Linked DNA regions of Muntiacus reevesi: region 1 is linked to region 2. A link is a contact called in public Hi-C data. All regions are on one chromosome and are shown on one strand. The core of a region is the stretch at or near the end of the contact, and the rest is flanking DNA. Distances in the headings are between cores, read along the strand shown. Region 1 holds the start of NR6A1 (nuclear receptor subfamily 6 group A member 1). Region 2 holds the start of HSPA5 (heat shock protein family A (Hsp70) member 5).

Evidence for each region. Hi-C and Micro-C count contacts between places; a contact is called where the count stands out from the background.
Region 1: a Hi-C map of muscle shows a contact between it and region 2, with 7 times the contacts expected there. The contact joins the promoter of NR6A1 here to the promoter of HSPA5 in region 2. A contact is called at or near these places in 2 of 3 Hi-C or Micro-C datasets (blood and muscle).

The regions. Positions count from the first base shown.
Region 1 is chr3:10,676,545-10,681,046 of mMunRee1.1, reverse strand. NR6A1 (nuclear receptor subfamily 6 group A member 1) reads right to left here and starts at 2,658. Exons shown (of 10, transcript XM_065928471.1): 1 at 2,373-2,658. The coding sequence starts at 2,472.
Region 2 is chr3:10,355,799-10,360,074 of mMunRee1.1, reverse strand. It overlaps HSPA5 (heat shock protein family A (Hsp70) member 5), which reads right to left and starts at 1,437. Exons shown (of 9, transcript XM_065928455.1): 1 at 1,343-1,437; 2 at 1,036-1,261; 3 at 706-937; 4 at 166-303. The coding sequence starts at 1,160.

The DNA of each region.
Region 1 (4,502 bases), core at 1,409-3,908, 320 kb before region 2:
AGGGAAATTTGATTAAGAGTTAAAATTACCGCTGAGTTCTTTAAAATGTACTAATGAATAATTAATAGCAAATGCAGTTCCTAGGCTTCCTTTACAACAATATTATCAAGTAGAACTGAAAGTACTGTCTGTAGTAAAATCCATCAGCTACGAGTCGCACAGGTGGGTACAGGAAGCATACACACATAGAAAGGCATTACAAAATTACACACACTAGTATGGGCCATAATATAGATCTGAGCTTCTATAGATCTGGTTAAAAAAAAATCAGCATGGTAAATTTTAGATCAAAATTTACAACTTTAACACATTAACACCAAAACAAATCACCTCTTAAAAAGCTTAAAAGTCAAAAACACTAAAGAAATCCTTTGTTCCTATGATACTATCTCCTTCTACTCTAACTGGATTCCATCCAGCCTCTTCCTTTGTGACACGGGATTTTATTGATCTCAAACATGTTCACATTCAGAAATTAGTCTCCAAAGACAACCCAAGGGACTGCAAGCCACCTAGATACTACACATCACAGACATCTCAAAAAAAGACAAGACCTTTGAAAACACATCACTACTTGGTCAGCAACAGTAAATGAAGCTAACCAGGCTCTCTTCGAAACCGACTTTTTCGTTAACTGGTAAAAACGCCAGATCTACTCAACTGGCAATAAATGTTTGACGAGTTCATAAATTTATGAAGGCGTAGATACACCCCAAAATTTCTCCCCTTGTGCAACTCCCCGTTCATTCATCAACTGAGCGCCTAAGTGACTTATTTTCAGGTTACTTTCCTCACACCTGCCAGGTCACTGTCCTGATTGAGAAACTTCTTGCTGAAGCAATTAATTTTTAGTGCCTACTAACTGTCCCGGGTGTTTGCATTCAATTTGAAATCTGTTACTTGTTAGACACTGTTCGGTCCTAGATCTTTCAGAGAATTGCGCGTTTATGGCGCAGAGAGGGGAGGAGGCGCGGATCTCCGAGAGCCTGCCCTTTATTCGGAAATGAGGAGATGTGAAAGGTGGAAGGCAGGGCAAATAAATAAATAAATCGGGTTTGCCGCCGAAGCGTTTGCCGGCCGGTACGAGCACCCTTTGTAATGCAGGCCTCCCGGGGCTATCGCCTGCGCTAATTGCTCCAGGGCGCTTTCCAAGTTCAAAAGTTCACCTTTTACGACCTCACAAAAGCTCCTTACACGTTACCAATAAAAACATTCCGCGGCAAACACTGTGGGGGGAAATATCAAACAGATACAAATAAAACACCCCGCGGGGGCAGAGAGCCGGGGGCCGGGGAGGGGGGGCGGGGAGCGGTGGGGGGAGTCGGGCCCAGCCGCAGCCCGGAGGAACCTGAGGACTTGGCCGGGACATGGGGACAGGGGGGGCGCGAGGAGGGTAGGGCTGGGCCAGGTGAGGAGTCGCCCGGGCTCCGGGAGCGCCAAACGGAAGAGAAGTAAGGCTGGGCGGACGCGGGCCTGGACCCGCGGGCGGAAAGAGGAAAGAGGCAGGTGTCCCGGGCCCCCGGTCAGGCCGGAGCGCCGAGGCATCGGTAGACCGGGCTGAGCAGGGCGGGCAGGAGAGCGCGGGGCAGGAGCGCGAACAAGCGGGGTCCGAAAACGAACCGCTGAGCCAGGAGCTCTGGGACTAGGGGGTGGGCGCCGAGAGGGAGGCGGGTGGGCAGCCCGGGAAGCGCGGCAGCGCGGAGGGGAGAGAAAGAGGCTCCCAAAAGGTGAGGGGCAGAGAGAACCCAGGGGACGAGGGTGTGGCGGCGGCAGGGCGCCGAGGGAGCGTCCGCGGAGGGAGGAGGGACCCGTGGGGGGGAGCGCTGAGAAGGTCGGCGGAGGGGAAGGACTCGGCGCTGAAGGGACCCTTTGGGGGAAGAGACCCTCGCACGGGGATCCCCCGGAGGCCGAGAAGGGGACGATGAGAAAGAGGGGACCACAGAGGGAGGGGACGCCCCCACTGACGGGACTCGAGGTGAAGGAGGCCGGTGGAGAGGGGCCGGTGCAGAGGGGATCTGGGAGTGGGGGGGGGGGGATTCGCGCTGAGGGACGGGGCCGGGGGGAGGGGAGGCCTGTGTTGAGGGGACAGAGGAGAGGGGGAAACGGAGGTCGGGGTGGAGGGAACCAGGCAGGAGGAGGATCCGCGCGGAGGGGGGTCCGCGGGGGGGGGGGTAGTCCCCGGGGGGTGGGGGGGCGACGAAGGAGAATCGGCGCTGAAGGGGGACCGGGGTGAAGGTCCGCGCTGAGGGGACCCGGAGTCGCCGCGGCTTCCCAGAGAGAGAGAGAGTCAGCTGAGAGGACGGGACTTCCCGGGGTAGGGGGACAGAGGCCCGGTTCTCGCCGGGCCGAGACTTCGCACGCCCCTCACCCACCGTTGCGCGGCGGCGGAGGGAGCGCGGCGGGCGGCTCCAGGAACCCCGCCGAGCCCCCGCCGCCTCCCCCTCCGCTAGGCGGCCGTTCGTCCCGCTCCATGCGGTGGAGCTCAGGGCCCGCGCTCGGTTCGCTGCTCCGCCATAACCGGCGCCCTCGTCGCCGTCGTCGTCCGCCAGGGGGAGGGGGCTGTCAGGGGCCAGCGGGCTCCCGGCCGCGGCGCTCTCTGGGCCCCGATCCGCCGGGCTCCGCGCCCCTCCGCGCCGCGCCCCCTCAGCACTGGCCAGCTCCCACCCCCGACGTCACGCGCCACTGCCACGCACTGCCCTGCGGGGCACGCTGGGAATTGGAGTCCGCCGGGCGAGGCCGGCCACGCTGGACCCCACCAACTGAAGGGGTGGGAGAAGGGAAAAGCGGCCTTAAGAAGGGAAGGCCAAGGCCTGTTAACATCACGAACACTGATGAAGACTTCCGGTACAAGTTGAATAAAGATTATTTCAGGACCTTCTCTTTATTATAACTTATCCGTGTGCTCAACCTTCCCTAGGACGCCTCGGATCCCCCCACCCCGAGAATGAGTCTTTCCTAGGAGGCGGATCGCCAAGGAGCCGGGTGAGCACGTGCAAAGAGGCCCAGCCCCGTAGGCGGGTCTCAGAGGGGGCGGTGTTTGTAGGTATTCACGAGGGCCTTCCACCGCGGCTTCGGGACAAATTGGACCTGAGATTAAAGGACCGGAGTTTAACTCGAGGTGACCGCGTTCGTATGCAAATGGAATCTATAAAACTCTGCTTTCCGGGGTACTCTTTAAAGCCTTTTTACCTCCGGGTGGGCGGGAAAGACTGAAGTTTCTCTTCCTCCTCTTTCATTTTCCCCCTGCCCAAGGAACGGAACAGAATGGCAAACTAAGCTTCAAGCCATTGATGCTATTAAAGAAACTCAGGCTCTTTACTCCTGGGGTCTTGAAGCCCTTCGTTTGAGAGCGTCCTTCCTCGGCCTTGTTCGCCTTCCTTGCTCCTCAGTTTTCCTATCAGTAAAACGGGGTTAGAATAGGGACAGGGTCCAATTGGAAGATCCCAACCTTCCCCACCCGTGCTCCTTGCCTCAGTTTCCCAGAGCATAACCCGGATTTTGCCGTTTCCGCTGCAGAGCCCACCTAGTATGCCACCAGGTGGCGCGCGGCCACCAGCGTCTAGGCTTGCCCCGGGCGTCCGCCTTCAGCGATCCTCTCTGTAAAGGGCTCATCGCGGCCGCCTCCCAAGGTCTAGCTAGGTTCTACCTGGTCAGTTCGAAGACAAAGAACGAGAACACTGATTCCTTGCCGGCCTCTAGTCTCCCGGGTTATGCCGCAGCTTCCTCACTGGCTGCCCACTCCCCCGCCTGTCTCCCACCCTGACTACAACCCCGCCCCACCAATCCGTCGGCTTGTCTATGTCATTGCTTGCTTAATTTTTAAGTTCTTATACTGGCTCGCACTCCTGCCTGATCTGACCCCTTCCACATTTCTCATCACAGCCCTTCCCTCACCTGCTTGGCAGGATGTTTTGTGATGCTTCCCTGTATTTACTGGTTGAGTGGCTGTACCTTACCAACACCGGTTAACCTGTACTGCATCCTTAATCTGTAACTGCTACTGTTCTGAGAGTTTGACATTAACGCCATGTTCTCTAAACCCCACATCTGCTTTATGGGGAGCTTTAGCTCCAATAATGCCCCTATCATATACTGACGAAATCACCCGTTAGTAATGGGGATTCCAAACCCAGTCGGTCAAACACCAGGACTTGAACGCTTGGCTCCTTCACACTGTTGGCTTCACCCAATCCACTCCCAAACTCCTATTGATCTTTCAAGATCCTGTTCAAATATCCTCTCAAGGATATTCATATATCCCACCAGGGGACACCTAGATCTCCAGTGTGTTCCCTTACTGCTGTTGAGTTCTCTGTGGGCTGTGATAAATGATCTCTGTGTGATTGCTTCCCCACTACTGTTCCCCAGCTCCAGAGGGGGAGGGGAACCCTCAGAGTAGGGGTGGTAGGTGGGGGTGTTGAGCTGGGGAAGGAGACAGAGGAGATGGGTCTTCTGGGCCATTCCCTCAGCTCTAGGTTCTAAAAAGAGTTAGGATCAGATGG
Region 2 (4,276 bases), core at 188-2,687:
TAAATGAAAAGACCCTAGTATTTTGTTTGATCTCCAGTAAAACATGCAAGTAATTAAAACTGATGTACATGGATGTCAGACTTTTAAAATGATGAAAGCATCTACACAACACAATCAGAAACGGTAATAATAAAACTGCTCAACACTCTTCTGGAAAATACCTACCTTCTTTCCCAAATAAGCCTCAGCAGTTTCCTTCATTTTAGTGAGAACCATGGCAGAAATTTCTTCAGGAGCAAATGTCTTTGTTTGTCCACCTCCAACATCAACTTGAATGTATGGTTTAGTTTTCTTTTCAACCACCTATTTGAGAGAATAATTATTATCTTCAGAGATAGAAGCAAAAACATTTTAAACTTTAAAAAGAGGACTGAGACTCACTTCCTTCTCCAAAGTTGGGTTTACTTTGGACCCTTTGAGCTGAATATTTGGGGCAGAAATATTTAAGGTGTCGAAGGTGCCTTACAATTACAAGCCACTTCGGTTTTAATCAGTCTCTTAATCCTAAACTATTGTCGACAGAGTAGTTACGCATGAAATTCCTTGCCAACTTTACTATCTTCAGTTCTGAAACATACTAGGAGTATAAAATAAAATTATATACACACATCTATATCCCCTTTGCTTGTGCCTCAACTTTTTAATCCTAAATACTCCCATCACCACCACCCACTATCTATTTAGAAGAGAAAAACCGGTTCGAACCTTGAAAGGTAAGAACTTGATGTCCTGCTGCACGGAAGGGTCGTTCCATGTCCGGCCAATGAGTCGCTTGGCGTCGAAGACTGTGTTCTCAGGATTGGAGGTGAGCTGGTTCTTGGCTGCATCGCCGATCAGACGCTCCCCTTCAGGAGTGAAGGCCACATAAGACGGCGTGATGCGGTTGCCTTGATCGTTGGCGATGATCTCCACGCGACCGTTCTTGAACACCCCGACGCTGGAGGAAAAAACCGAACGGAAGGAATCAGCACCACGATGCTCCGGGCAGCCCAGGAGACCACGCCCCATTTTCCCCTCTCCTCAAACCCCACTTACCAGGAGTAGGTGGTGCCCAGGTCGATGCCGACCACCGTGCCCACGTCCTCCTTCTTGTCCTCCTCCTCCGCTCGTGCCATGCCGAGCAGCAGCAGCAGCACCGCAGCCACCAGGGAGAGCTTCATCTTTCCGGCGCCGTCGGCCAGTCGGTCAGCAGGCAGCTATAGGGCTTCGGAGGAAAATCAGCCACAGGCCGCAAACACGGGAGCGCAAAGAGGTTCCTGAGCTGAGGATGACAAGGCCCCGGATGAGGAGAACAGTGGACAATAAGAAGGGCAGGTTCGAAAAGACAGGCCGCAGCACCTACCTCTCAAACGCAAGAAAACCTTAAGTCGATGTGTCTGGGATGTCTCGGTCAGCGTCGACCGCGCCGTCGCCTACTCCGCTTATATACCCTCCCCCCAGCCCCGTCGTGGAGGCCGCCGATTGGCGAAGGCGCAGCTCGTTGGACGTCGCTGATTGGTCCAGGCCACCAAGCTGGCCGCCGCGGATTCGAAGCGGCCCCCTCCGCAGCTAACGTCATCGCTACGCCCTCCTGGCTGACTCATTGGCTGTTGGGCGCCCCCCAACAATCACCAATGAGACTCTACATCCGCCCTGTGCTCCAGCTCCATTGCTTTAGCAGCTGCCTATCAGTGACGGGACCTCTCACCCCGAGGTGGTTTCCGCCGGTAACAGCTGATGTCCCGCCTCCACGCTGGGCCCTGAGGGGATCGGGGCCCGTCCGGCGTGCAAGATACCCCCGAGGCAGCAGGACTTGAGTCCGTGCCTTCTCCACGACCACCCCGCCTGACCTTCCTCCGTCCCTCTCGAGGGAAGCGACTGTTTTCTCCTCCCCTCCTCCATCCCGTCCCAGGCATGCAGGTGTCAGCGTAGATGCTGTGATCTCCTCCGAACAAATTTCTCTGTCCTTTATAGCCGCCACAGGTACTAGTGTCGTGGGGTCTTTTGTTGCTCATCATGCCGCAGCTCTCGAGTTGGGACCTAGTCTGGGCAATGCCCGGTCGCGAATCATGGCTCCTACTACTTATATGCCCCGCACCCGCTATCCCGCTGTCTTTCCCAGGTCTCCCCACATTGCCTTGCCCCACGGTAAGTCCCGGGACAGACCTGACCAAAGTAATTGACTCCTATACAGAGTCCCCTACACACGTGGCAACCCTGCTCTTAAGAGCGTGCTAATGCCATCACTCCCACCTTGGGATGTGTCATTTTTCTAGTTTGTCACCCCTTGTCTTGCCTCTCCTTGCCATCATTTCCTTTTGTGGCTCAGATTATCATTTACAATGCCTTCTTCATCCTTCATTGATACCTTTTTACCTTCACTTCTGGAAAAGGTCTGATTGTGCTTAAATGTATTTAATGGACAAAGACCTCTGGATAATGCCGTACTCTTGTAGCAAAAAGTATAAAGGCTGCTATTTACTTTAGCCTTACTCTGTGCTAAGCATTATTCTTTTGCCTTTCGGTCCTTACAATTCAATACTTGGCATTTCCCATTTTACAGATGAGAACATTGAGACCAAAGAGATTAATTGTCACAGAGCTGCTAAGTGATAGAGTTATCATTGATATCCAAGTAAGCTTGACTCTGTAGCCAATACTTATAAGAAGTTTTTAAATTTGTTTATATTTTGGCCTCTGTAGAGCATGTGGGGTATTAGTTCCTCAACCAGGGATCAAACCCATGTCCCCTGCATTGGAAGCGCAGTCTTAACCACGGAACTGCCAGGAAGGCTCCCAACAATTTTTAAATTAAGTTCACTTATTCAACAAATCATTTTAGAGGCCCTACTAGAGATGGGTCAAAGGCCTGATACAAAATATTTTGAGATGCTTACAGAAATTTTGTGGGACTTAACCACAGTCAGGAGCTAGTGACTCCAGTGTTTTCTGCACTAAATGGTTTCCTGAGATTCATTGGTATGAGCAGTACTATGTCTAAATAGCACTGAAACATCTTACACATAGTTGACTAAGATGCTGAGCCTAGGAGTCAGTACTCAGGAATTTTTCTTTCTCCTTTAGTGCTCCTCAAAGGTCATGCTGGTGACTCAGTGTTGACTCCATTCTTACAATTGAAGTTGCATCATGCGTCCCTTTCACAGGGCTTGTAATACTACTGTAACAACTACCCTTCTTCAGGTTACATCAGTCCATTATCAACATGGACATCACCATTCCACCACATTACAGTTACATATCATTTCAAGCAAATTTTCTGTATGTATCATAGTCCATATCCATTAAAAACAGCTGTCAATTTCAGCCTCATCCTTGATTGATGGAGTAGCCTTTGCAGCTCTCCTTTTCTGAGATTTAGAAAAGTGGTATCTGGCTAACTGCTAAAGAGAATTGAGTATATTGGTGGTTGTAGTATTTTTAAAAGTCAAATATATTAGGTAAATTATAGTGTATTCCAAAGTGCAATCATTTATGGATTGAGTAGGAAAATCAGTAAATAAATTTAGTTTGCTGAATGTTAAATATCAATAATAACAGTGCTAAGTTATCAATATTTAAGTGCTAAATACTATGCTAAAAGCTGTAAGTGCGATATTTCTTTTAATCCTTCAGAAAATATTTTTTAAACCTCTACCTTGGGGATAAGGAGTATGAAGCTCTAAGAGGTAAAGAAACTTGGCCAGGAAATCACACAGTCGAGAAGATACGGAACCAGAATTTGAACTTTAGCAGGTTAATTTTTAATTTCTGTAGTGTGGGTTGTTGTCCTGAACTTCAGGTTCATAAGACTTCTGTAGTTTTTAGGATATAGAGTAGTTACATAGTTTACAAGTATTTTGATATTGGTGATAGACAAATGTAGATTTTTATCCAGTAATTTAAACAAGCTCATTTTACTTGTGCTCTTATGGGTAAGAAAATAGACTTCTATTCCCATCTGATCTCAGAAGGCTAAGCAGAGTTACAATTGATTAGGATTGGATGTTATTTAGCTCTTAAATCTTCCTTTCTGAAAGGGAATTAAAGGCATAGAACAAGAAGGAAAAGGCCAATGTAATCAACAAGTTGAATATTTAGACCCTGATAAGTTCACATACTTTGCTGGAGAGAATATTCAGCTAAGAGGGCATATGACCATGGAAACACCCAACCTCCCAGAGCCTCAGTTTCTTCTTCTATTGAATGTCAGGAATTTCTGTCCCTCCTTGTCGTGGTGGCTTGTTTCAAGGATCAAATGAGATATTGTATGTGAAAGTTGTACAGTAGTGGTAATGCT